Regions from separate parts of the Mus musculus genome. Here regions 2 and 3 are each linked to region 1. The links are chromatin contacts, called in public Micro-C and promoter capture Hi-C maps. All regions are on one chromosome and are shown on one strand. The core of a region is the stretch at or near the end of the contact, and the rest is flanking DNA. Distances in the headings are between cores, read along the strand shown. Region 1 holds the start of Dusp8 (dual specificity phosphatase 8). Region 2 holds the start of Phlda2 (pleckstrin homology like domain, family A, member 2). Region 3 has its middle 6.1 kb from the start of Zfp941.

Region 1 (3,129 bases), core at 175-2,674:
CCCAGGCTAGACTCCCAGACTCCCCTTGGGCTACATAGAGAGGTTTCTGCAAGCCGGTTCTAAACACTCATAATGAACCAAGCCAAGCTGGATACAGTAGGGTAAAGGAGAAGGTCCCTGCAGAGCCTTGCCCAGCACCTAGTGTGGTCTGCAGTATTCTTCACACAATCTATACTAGCAAAGGAGTGCTCCTTCCTTTGTGCCTGCTTCACTCTCTGTGACCCTTCCTTCAACCAGCCATCTCCTAAACTCTGCCCTTCATCGAGTGAGAGGCTGGACTTCCAGGGAAAGTTCAGGACACTCCACCCCCCTCCCACCCCCCACGAGACTCATATTATCTGGTCACCTCACTGTCCACCTAGTCAGGGCCACGTTTTTGAAGTATCTGAGAAGGTCTGGCATCATGGTGGGTGCTAGTAATCTCATCACTCAGAAGGCTGAGACCAGCCTGGCATACAATAAAGAATTTTCTGCCAACCTGTTCCCGAGGAGGAGGGAAAACTAAGGGAAACGTGGCTTATGTTTGCAGGTGGACCACTTTGGCACAAGACTCCCCTTCCTCTGAGACCTGCCTGACCCCTGTGTATTTCTGCCCTAGTTGTAATTACCCATGTTTTTTGAGTGCTCACGTGGTTGTGTTCACACAGTGGGATGGAGCCGACAGTCCCCAGCGGGCAGGGGAGATGTCCGGGTGGGAGTAGAGGTCGTTTCCAAGCGGCTTTTCATTGGAAGCTGTCAAGAACTGGATGTCATAGGTAGGGGGGCAGCGCCGCCCTGGGGAGCACACCGGTGGGTCTGGAGCCCCGCCCCCTGATTTCCCGGGATGAGTGACCTGAGGCAAACCACATCGCCTAGGAGCTTCTTCTGCAAAGTGTAGAGCTGGACTTCCACCTCCAGGGGTCGTGGAGAGGACAAACGCGGATGCTGCAGGTAAGGCCCTTTGCGGCCGCAGCTCTCCATGACCCTTTTCCCTGGGCCGCACTGGGGCAGGGGAGGCGCACTCTGGGAGGGCGTCCTCTCGCGAACAAAGGCTAAGGGAAGGAGAGAAATCCGTGACAGGTTCAGTCCAGGCGGGCCGAGAGAGGGAGACCCTTGCATACTAGGACAGTAGACGCTGGTTAGAGTGCCGCGAGGCAGAGGGTTCTTGGGGATACCAGGAGCCCTGAGCTGGGAAGGCTTCCTGGAGGTGGGGAGCTGCGGCGTGCGTGGCCCCTTTAAGAACCGATGCCCGAGAAGCTTGGGGCGCGGGGGACGGAGGGCGGTGGCAGAGAGACCCACGGCCGCCGCCAGGGCTCCGCACCCAGCGCCCGCTCCGCTGACGTCACCTGCCCCCGAGCGGCTCACTCTGATTGGCTGCAGGTGACGTCAGGGGCTTTTTCGCTCGGCATGACCTCATCCCCACCGGCAGCCCCGCCCTCCGCCCCGGGCCTGTCACTCGCGGCTCCCGCGGTGGCCGAGCCGGCTCCGCGGACCCCCGCCCCACCCGGACGCCGGACGCCGGACGCTGAGCCGGGCCGGAGCTGCCGGCCGCGCCCGCCAAGTCGCGGGCTGGGATGCGCGCCGTGAGCGCGCGTGCCCGACCGCAGTACGCGCGCTCCGTCCCGAGCGAGCGCTCCCCGCGGTGGCGGCGACGACGGCGGCGGCGGCGGCGACGCGCCCCGCGCGCCTCTCCGGCCCTTGCCCCGGCTACGCGGGCCCCCGACGGGCCCATGGGTGGCGGAACGGAGCGGGCGCCCTGAGCGCGGCACCGGCGTTGGGGGCAACCCCAGGGCAAGCGAGAGCCAGGTGAGCCAGGCGCTGACAGCGGTCGAGTCCTAAGCCGGGTGTGGGCCCAGGACGTGCGGAGGTTTTTGCGGTTGTGTGCCCTGAAGGAAGAAGCTCTTTGGAGCACCGAGAATAAATGGCTCTGCCCCGCGAGCGGCGCGCGCTGCAGATCCGCGCCTGCAGTGCGCTGTCTTTCTCGGCATATTCCTTCTTATCTGGAGGGATATATATAAGAGACCTAGGGATTCGCGGGGGAGGGCTGAGATCCAGCACAGATCGGTGAGAGTCCCTGCGAAGCGCCCCCGCTGGCAGCCAGATTTGGAGAAGGTCGTCCGCGGCTGCAGCGGGCAGGGGGATGCGAAACCTCCGACGCCAGAGGGTCGGCTCCGGCCTGCGGTAGGCTCCTTATCTGGAGAGGAAGCTATAGGACCCCCCCCCACTCTTCGACTCGCATGGCTGTCCCGTCACCCCCACTTCATGGTGCTCCACTCGCCTCTGCGGATAAAGAACATCCTTACCCGACGCAGAGGCTGTAGGCGCGATGCTGGGGGAGGGGCCGGCACGGCTGCCTCCTGCAGCCTGTCTCCCTGGCCTCTCTGCCTACCTTGGGAGGGAGCGGCCAGTCAGATGCTGCTGGTACCCTTGTGCCAAACCTTGCAGGTGGAGGAGCAAGAACAGGCTCAGCTTCCACTAGATCAGACCTCTTGGAATAAATTGGCCTCTGACTCCTTGTTGACAGGGTGTGCTGCGCCTGCAGCAGATAGATTGGGGGCCTTGATGGTGCAGTGATGGGGGTGGGGGACCAGTGTGGCATCTGCAATGCTCTGTTGTGCAGTATGGGGTGGGGGTGGAGGTGCTTCGGGTCAGGGGCACGGCTTCTTTCACAGTATGAATGAATTCAGAATGGAAATCCAGTGACCTGTAGACCCAGCCTCACATTTACTTGCCCCTAGGGTAGCTGGGTGGGTGAGGGTAGCTTACAGTGCCAGGCTCTGCCCTGGGAGATCAGAGTCCCCGTGCATTCACTATTTGGTTAGCAGGCACCTGATACAGATGAGCAGATCATGTGACCAGGAGCTGTAGGTTCATCTTTATGTCTGACTTGCTGCAGTCAGCTTAGGGACCTCAGGAGAGTTGCTGGGCAGGTTCTCGTTCCCTCCTGCTCTGTGCCCTTGGGGATACTTGAGGATACCTCTGGGGACTTAGCACTGAACACAGACGCAAAAAGATGCTTCAAGTCAATGTGTATAGGACTCCTGCCAACATCTTTCTTCTTGGGCTGATACTGAGGTTTCAACTCAGAAGTTTCAACTGGACAGTATTTCGGTGGGGTGCATCTGTGGGTTTGGAGAGAGTTCAATATGC
Region 2 (3,129 bases), core at 317-2,816, 1.4 Mb before region 1:
CTGGGGGGAGGGGAGGGGAGAGCAGGAGAGAGCTCCCTGGAGCTGGAGTTACAGATGGATGGTTGTGCGTTACCCAACTGTGAGCAGGAACCAAACTTAGGTCCTCTGCAAGAACAGCAAGCACTCTTAACTGAGCCACCTCTCCAGCCCCTTTACTTCATTTTTGCTTTGCGGCTTTGGTTACTCTCGGGCTCACTGTAAAACCCAGACTGAGCTAGATTGGTCCTTCCTGCCTCAGCCTCCTTATTGTGGTATAAACCTGCCTTAGAACAACACTAGGCCACCGAACTGGAGTTTTAGGCTGTCTCAATTGTTTAAATGGAGGAACCTGTGTTTTCACTGGGAGCCAGTCCACCTAGAAGCATGGTGTCTGGTTTTCCAACAGCCAGGGGTGGAGGTGGCGGTGGGGATGGGGGAAGGGGTGGAGGTGGGAGAAGGGGTGGGGGTAGGGGGAAGGGGTGGGGCTGAGGGTTTCCTTGTAGCGCCTCTGTCCTCCATCCCACCCCAGCACCCCTGCCCCCATCCCACCATAGCAGGGGACTCCTGGGGTCCCTAGGCCAGTCCCTCCCCCATCCCTGGGAACCCTGGAGGAGCTGCGTCTGCTTCCTACTACTATTAAACCTTTAAAGGCAGAGGGTAAATAAAATCTTGCACTGAAAGGCGATGACTCAGCCGCCCCCGCCGCCCCCGCCGCCCCCGCCGCCCCCGCCGCCCCTAGCCCTTAGGTCGGTCCCCTCATTCCCCAAGCTAGCTTTGCTAGCTCCCGTCCCCCCCCCCCGCCCCCATCGTGAGTTTCCAGCACGTCGAGGTTGTACAGTCGCAGCCCGAGGTGTCTGTAGCCTAGATTGGGGCACACGGGAAAGAGGCAGGCCTTTCTCTTCACGTGGCTGAGCACTGCAGGGTGCTGTTCCTCCTCCACTTCTTCACTGTCTAACTTACTAAAAGGTCATTGTCCCATTTTACAGAAGGGAAAAGAAACTGAGATAATTTCGAGGTACAACTTTGGGGAGCAACTTGGGTGATAAAGCCTGTTGGGGCAGGGCTACTTCCCAAGAAAGTCTAGTGGGTGGCCTTTGGATGCTCGCCCAAGGTGGGAGGAGACGGTGGCCAGGGCTTGGAAAGAACCCGTGAGTCCACGACCCGCGTGTTCGGTCTCCCCGTGAGTGGGATTCTGAGCGCGGTAGTTCAGTCTAGGGGTCGGGCGCTTCCCAGGTCTTCCCGGCCCGTGAGTCACGAGGGGCAGGGACCGCTGAGGTGCATTCCTCTGCAGGCAGGGCCGGAGCCTGGGCGGGGAGGGGACCACAAGTCACTCCACCTGGCAGCTGGGACGTTGGGGCTGGAGGGAAGGCTCGGGGCTCCCGTCAGAGAGGCGCCAATCAGTTCTCGCCCCCCACCCTCCGTCCTCCGATAAGCGGTAGCTTCAAGCAATGGGTAAGGGGCAGCCTGGGGCGGTTGGTGGGGGGCAGCTCCGAGAGCCTGCTTGGGATTGAGAGTGCCCGACTCCGGGGCGTGTCTGGGCTGCGGGGCGGAGTCCTTATAAAGACCACGCCGCGGCCGCGGCCCGCAGCAGAGCGAGCGCATTTGGTGCAACCTTTCGAAATGGCTTCGAAAATCGTGATGTCTTCGAAAACCGTGAAGACCTCCGACGAGATCCTTTGCGAGGGCGAGCTGGAGAAGCGAAGCGACAGCCTGTTCCAGGTATGGAAGAAGAAGCGCTGCGTGCTCACCGCCGACCGCCTGCGCCTCTTCTCCGGGAAAACCAGCCCCGCCAAGGAGCTGTTTTTCCACTCCATCCTCAAGGTGGACTGCGTGGAGCACACCTCTAAGTACGTGTACTTCACCATCGTCACCAACTATTACAAGGAGATCGACTTCCGCTGCACGGTGGAGAGCTGCTGGAACGCGGCCATCACCATGGCGCTGATCGACTTCCAGAACCGTCGGGCGCTGCAAGACTTTCCCCGCTACCGGTATCAGCGCTCTGAGTCTGAAATGCCTTCCGAGCCGGGAGAGCAGAGCGCTCTGGGTCCGTGGTGAGTAACAAACTTGTCCACGGCGTCGGAGTACGGGGCATGGGGAAAGTGAATGGGGGTCATGCCTCCCAGTGGGGAAAACTTCGATTTTAAAAGCCACGGGGAGGGGGAGGGGGGAATCCTACGTCTTTGAAAACCCTTTGGAGAGGGGACCTGGAACGCATGGCAGGAGCTGCTCGGCCCACCTGGAGACTTAAAAGCTGCACCCGGGCAGCTCCTGACTCAGTCTTCTCCCTACAGAAACGCACGGGACCAGTTGAGCCGGGAACCAGCCCACGCTGCCGCATCAGACAGGAGCCCAGGAGCCCAGGGGATGCCCCGGGTGACGCCGCCGCTGCTCTTCACCGAAGATATTCCCGTGCTTGCTGAGCCTTGCCCCGCTGTGCGGGTGCGCTAACTTATTGGACCGTATTTATATTGGTTACCTGCTTCCAACCCACCATTCCGTGTTAATATTTTTTATACCATATTTTCATTCCAAATAAACAATGTCACTTTTCTTTTTTTAACAACTGTGTGGTCTGTGTAGTTCCTGCTGGGGCGAATGTGTGGAAGGGTGGGAGTGAAAGGGTCTCCTATCTGGTGTTATTCCCTCTCCACATCCCGGGAACCATTCAAAGTGCCTTTGAGGGCTGGAGAAATGGCTCAGCGGTTAAGAGCACTGACTGCTCTTCCAGAGGCCCTGAGTTCAAACCCCAGCAACCACATGGTGGCTCATAACCAACCATCTGTAGTGAGATTGGATGCCCTCTTCTGGTGTGTCTGAAGACAGCTTCAGTGTACTTACATATAATAAATAAATCTTGAAGGAAAAAAAAAGTGCCTTTGAATGAACTGTCATCTGCCAGTGGGGCTCAGAGCCTTGCCAGGTCAGGAAGTAGGTCTGGGTGTGGTTTGGCCACCTTTTGCTCCTGGGTGTGGCTTGAAAGGATACTGCTGGTGGCGGGGATTGCTCAGAGTTCACTCACTAGTTAGCACCTCCTGGACATCTGAGAGGTTGCTCTGTTCACTAGGGTGGCTGCCCTCATTGTCCCCTCCCACCCACATACCGTGTGTCCAGCAGTGAATTCAAAGGCCCATTGATTGTTTACTCATT
Region 3 (3,129 bases), core at 369-2,868, 1.3 Mb after region 1:
TAGAAACAAAAAGATACGTGGAGTTGGCAGTTCTTCTCCCGTAGCATATTGTGGTTTAATTATCAAAGGGCTAGGGAATCAAAACTATAGTAGAGCACTTGGCTAACAAGAGCAAAGTTTGGAAAAACCTCAAAACACACACACACACACACACACACACACACACACACACACACACACACACACACACAAGTACAAGGGGGCTGGAGAGATGGCTCAGTGGTTAAGAGCACTGATTGCTCTTTCAGAGGTCCTGAGTTCAATTCCCAGCAACCACATGGTGACTCACAACCACAGCAATGTGATCTGATGCCCTCTTCTGGTGTGTCTGAAGACAGTGATGGTGTACTCACACACATAAAAAATAAATAAAACTTTAAAAAACCCCACAAAACCAAAAAGTAAAATACAGATATCTGGACCTTTTCCATTTTTCCAAATTGAAACTAAAATTCAAACATACAAAACCAGAACCTATACTTCAGTGGGCGCTTGAGCTAACATTACTTTGTATTTGTCTATGTAACTGTCAGTATTGGTTTTCTATTACTGCAGAGCAAGTTTCTCTATACTTTGCCATTACACAGTATGTGTCTCTCTGCATTTCAGGAAACCCAGGAGCCCAGCTTGGATAGATCTCTGCTCCAGGGTCTCACAAAGACACATTCTCTCCCCCTCTTTCTTAAATGTTTGTTTTTTAAATTTTTTTTACTGTGCTCTTTTAAGAAAGGATTTATTTATTATTATATGTAAGTATACTGTAGCTGTCTTCAGACACACTAGCGGAGGGTGTCAGATCTCATTGTGGATGGTTGTGAGCCACCATGTGGTTGCTAGCATTTGAACTCAGAACTTTCAGAGGAGCAGTCAGTGTTTTTAACCGCTGAGCCACTTGTCCAGCCCCACAAAGACACGTTCTCATACAGAGACTTCCAGGGAGGGTCTGCCACCAAGCTTGCTCAGGTGTTGCAGGAGTCTTTCTTGATAAGTAACCTGATACCCAAGAGAGTGGAACTGAGGGATTGTCATCAGCACAGGGAAGCCAGGACAGCTCTTGAGGAGCGTTGACAGGTCTAGTCTTATTCCTGCTTTATACTCTAAGACCACAAGGTGGGGTAGGCAAGCAAGCAAGATTTCACAGAAGCCTGTGTGGCAGTCAGCAGGCTGTTTATTCATGGCAGAGATGCAGTGTTTTTGCTCTGTCTCCAGGTCATTTTGTTCCAGGTAGCAAGTGAAATCATGCTTTGCAAATAGGCAGCATAAGCAGAGCTTTAAGTAAATCACCACATAATTCTACAAACGGTATCTATACTTCGGTATTTTCTACCTTATTCTACTCCCCAGTTTGTTGGCAGGATTCATTTCCTTGTGGGTGTCAGATGGAAGCTTTCTCTTTTCTGGTTGGCCGGCTGGAGAGTGTCCTTGGCTCTTGCCCATGGCTCCCTCCACAGGGAGGGAGTCAATGGTACTGGTGCTTGGTTCTCCTGGCAGGAGGATCTTGGGCTTCAGATGAGACAATCTTATATAACGTCAGCCCAGAAGTAACATCGTGCCGTGTTCTCATGGTTAGAAGTACACCCACTCTCAAGGAGGAGATTATGCAAGGGTTTGCCTCACTGGATCACCACACTCTCTGCCTAGTCATCCTTTTCCCAGCCACGCCCCCTTTCACCATCCATCCTCTGACAACTTAAGGTGAATTATTAACCCTTGAAAAGGGCCAATGTCAGGACTCTGCTCCTTAACATCCATATGTATTTCCCCAAAGAACCTTCTCATATTCTCTTACCGTAGCATTTCCTCCCATGGGAAACTGGACAGCATTCCTAATATATCCCTAGTTTCTTAAATGGATAGCCCATCATTTAAAATTTTTTAATTGGTATTTTTTTTTAACTTTTAACACTTTTGAGATCACAATATAATTACATTTCCCTTTCTCTCTCTCTCTCTCTCTCTCTCTCCCTCTCTCTCTCTCTCTCTCTCTCTCTCCAACCCTCCCATACACCCTTCCCAACTCTCCAAATCTATGGCTGCTTCTCCCATGAATTGTTATTGCACGCACAAATGTGTGTGTGTGTGTGTGTGTGTGTGTGTGTATATATATATATACATATATATATATGTATGTATGTATATGTATATTTTTTCTAAGTGTAATATATTCAGTATGTCTAATGTTGTGTGTATGTTTTCAGGGCTCAACCATTAGGCACTAAGCAACCAACTGACATGCTGTTCCCTGGGGAAGACCTCCTCTCCCACTTCTAGCTTTCCTCAGTTGCCTGTAGTTCTTCATGTAGGGTTGGGGTGAACGGAGGGAGGGAACTGGGTGGGAGAGCAGGTGAGGAGGGGGAATGGGGATAGCGATCAGGTGTGGGGAGGAGTGGGAGGACTGGGAATGAGCTGGAAACCATAAAGCGTGTTTTAAAGTCATTCTCTGTGCTTCAGATATGTTGGAGTTTTCAGGGCCTGCTGAGGCGGGATAGCTGGCTTTTAGTGGTGACATATGGCCCTGATTGTTGTTGATTGTGTTCTTTTTCCTGGGCTTGGGATGATTAAAGATCTAGGTGCTGATCTCTGGATTTGTCTTTTTGGGTGGGTGTTTTGTTCTTTGGTTTCTGTTTCCTCTCTGGAGTTTTAGGGAGTGTGATAGCTACGTGTTGCTGTTTCCCTGGCCTGTTCAGATGGTGTGTTCACAGGCAATGCCTGCTAGTGTTGAAGGCTGGGTAACTGGAATGAATTGGGGGAAGGATTGTTGGAAGAGGCCTTTGTTATCCATTGAGCATGGGCTAGAGAGGAAAGGGAGAGCTGTGGACAAGACTGAGGGGGATTTGATCTTAGGAGCCGTAGGAGAGGTATGGGTCTTCCTACAACCAACTTGGTGAGGGGCAGCCCTAACAGTTTTGGAATTATTGAAGACTATGAGGACATTTGAAGTTGTACTGATTGCATTTTTTTGCGTAATGAAATGTCCATGAGTCTCTAGGGGCAAGGTTTAGAAGGTTATGGCTTACCAGTGAGCTATTTGGGTGCCAGGTTGATTTGCGGTGGTTAATATTGATCAATGACTTGATAAGATTCAGGATCATTTAGAAGACCAGTCTCTGAGATTATCTAGACAAGCCT

What was found. Promoter capture Hi-C pulls out the DNA fragments that hold promoters and counts their contacts. A called contact is a pair of places that touch in the nucleus more often than the background predicts.
Region 2: a Micro-C map of embryonic stem cells shows a contact between it and region 1, with 3 times the contacts expected there. The contact joins the promoter of Phlda2 here to the promoter of Dusp8 in region 1. A contact is called at or near these places in 5 of 39 promoter capture datasets (the 3T3-L1 cell line, the C10 cell line, hippocampal neurons and 2 more) and 1 of 484 Hi-C or Micro-C datasets (embryonic stem cells).
Region 3: a promoter capture Hi-C map of liver shows a contact between it and region 1, with 4 times the contacts expected there. The contact joins the enhancer-like site here to the promoter of Dusp8 in region 1. A contact is called at or near these places in 3 of 39 promoter capture datasets (liver and pre-B cells) and 1 of 115 datasets of contacts at active chromatin or transcription factors (astrocytes).

What each region holds. Positions count from the first base shown.
Region 1 is chr7:142,093,579-142,096,707 of GRCm38.p6, reverse strand. It overlaps Dusp8 (dual specificity phosphatase 8), which reads left to right and starts at 1,424. Exons shown (of 7, transcript NM_008748.3): 1 at 1,424-1,785. It overlaps Gm32786 (a long non-coding RNA gene), which reads right to left and starts at 2,542. Exons shown (of 7, transcript XR_870057.3): 1 at 2,369-2,542; 2 at 630-1,031.
Region 2 is chr7:143,500,961-143,504,089 of GRCm38.p6, reverse strand. Phlda2 (pleckstrin homology like domain, family A, member 2) reads left to right here and starts at 1,566. Exons shown (of 2, transcript NM_009434.2): 1 at 1,566-2,033; 2 at 2,274-2,542. The coding sequence starts at 1,600. The coding sequence ends at 2,274.
Region 3 is chr7:140,826,745-140,829,873 of GRCm38.p6, reverse strand. No RefSeq gene overlaps it. Among named protein-coding and RNA genes, the nearest start is that of Zfp941, 6.1 kb to the right of the region's middle. Within about 2 kb of position 1,618, at least 63 of the 459 cell types and tissues checked have an H3K27ac peak or open chromatin away from gene starts, as enhancers often do. A contact at or near this core is called in liver, where this site is marked.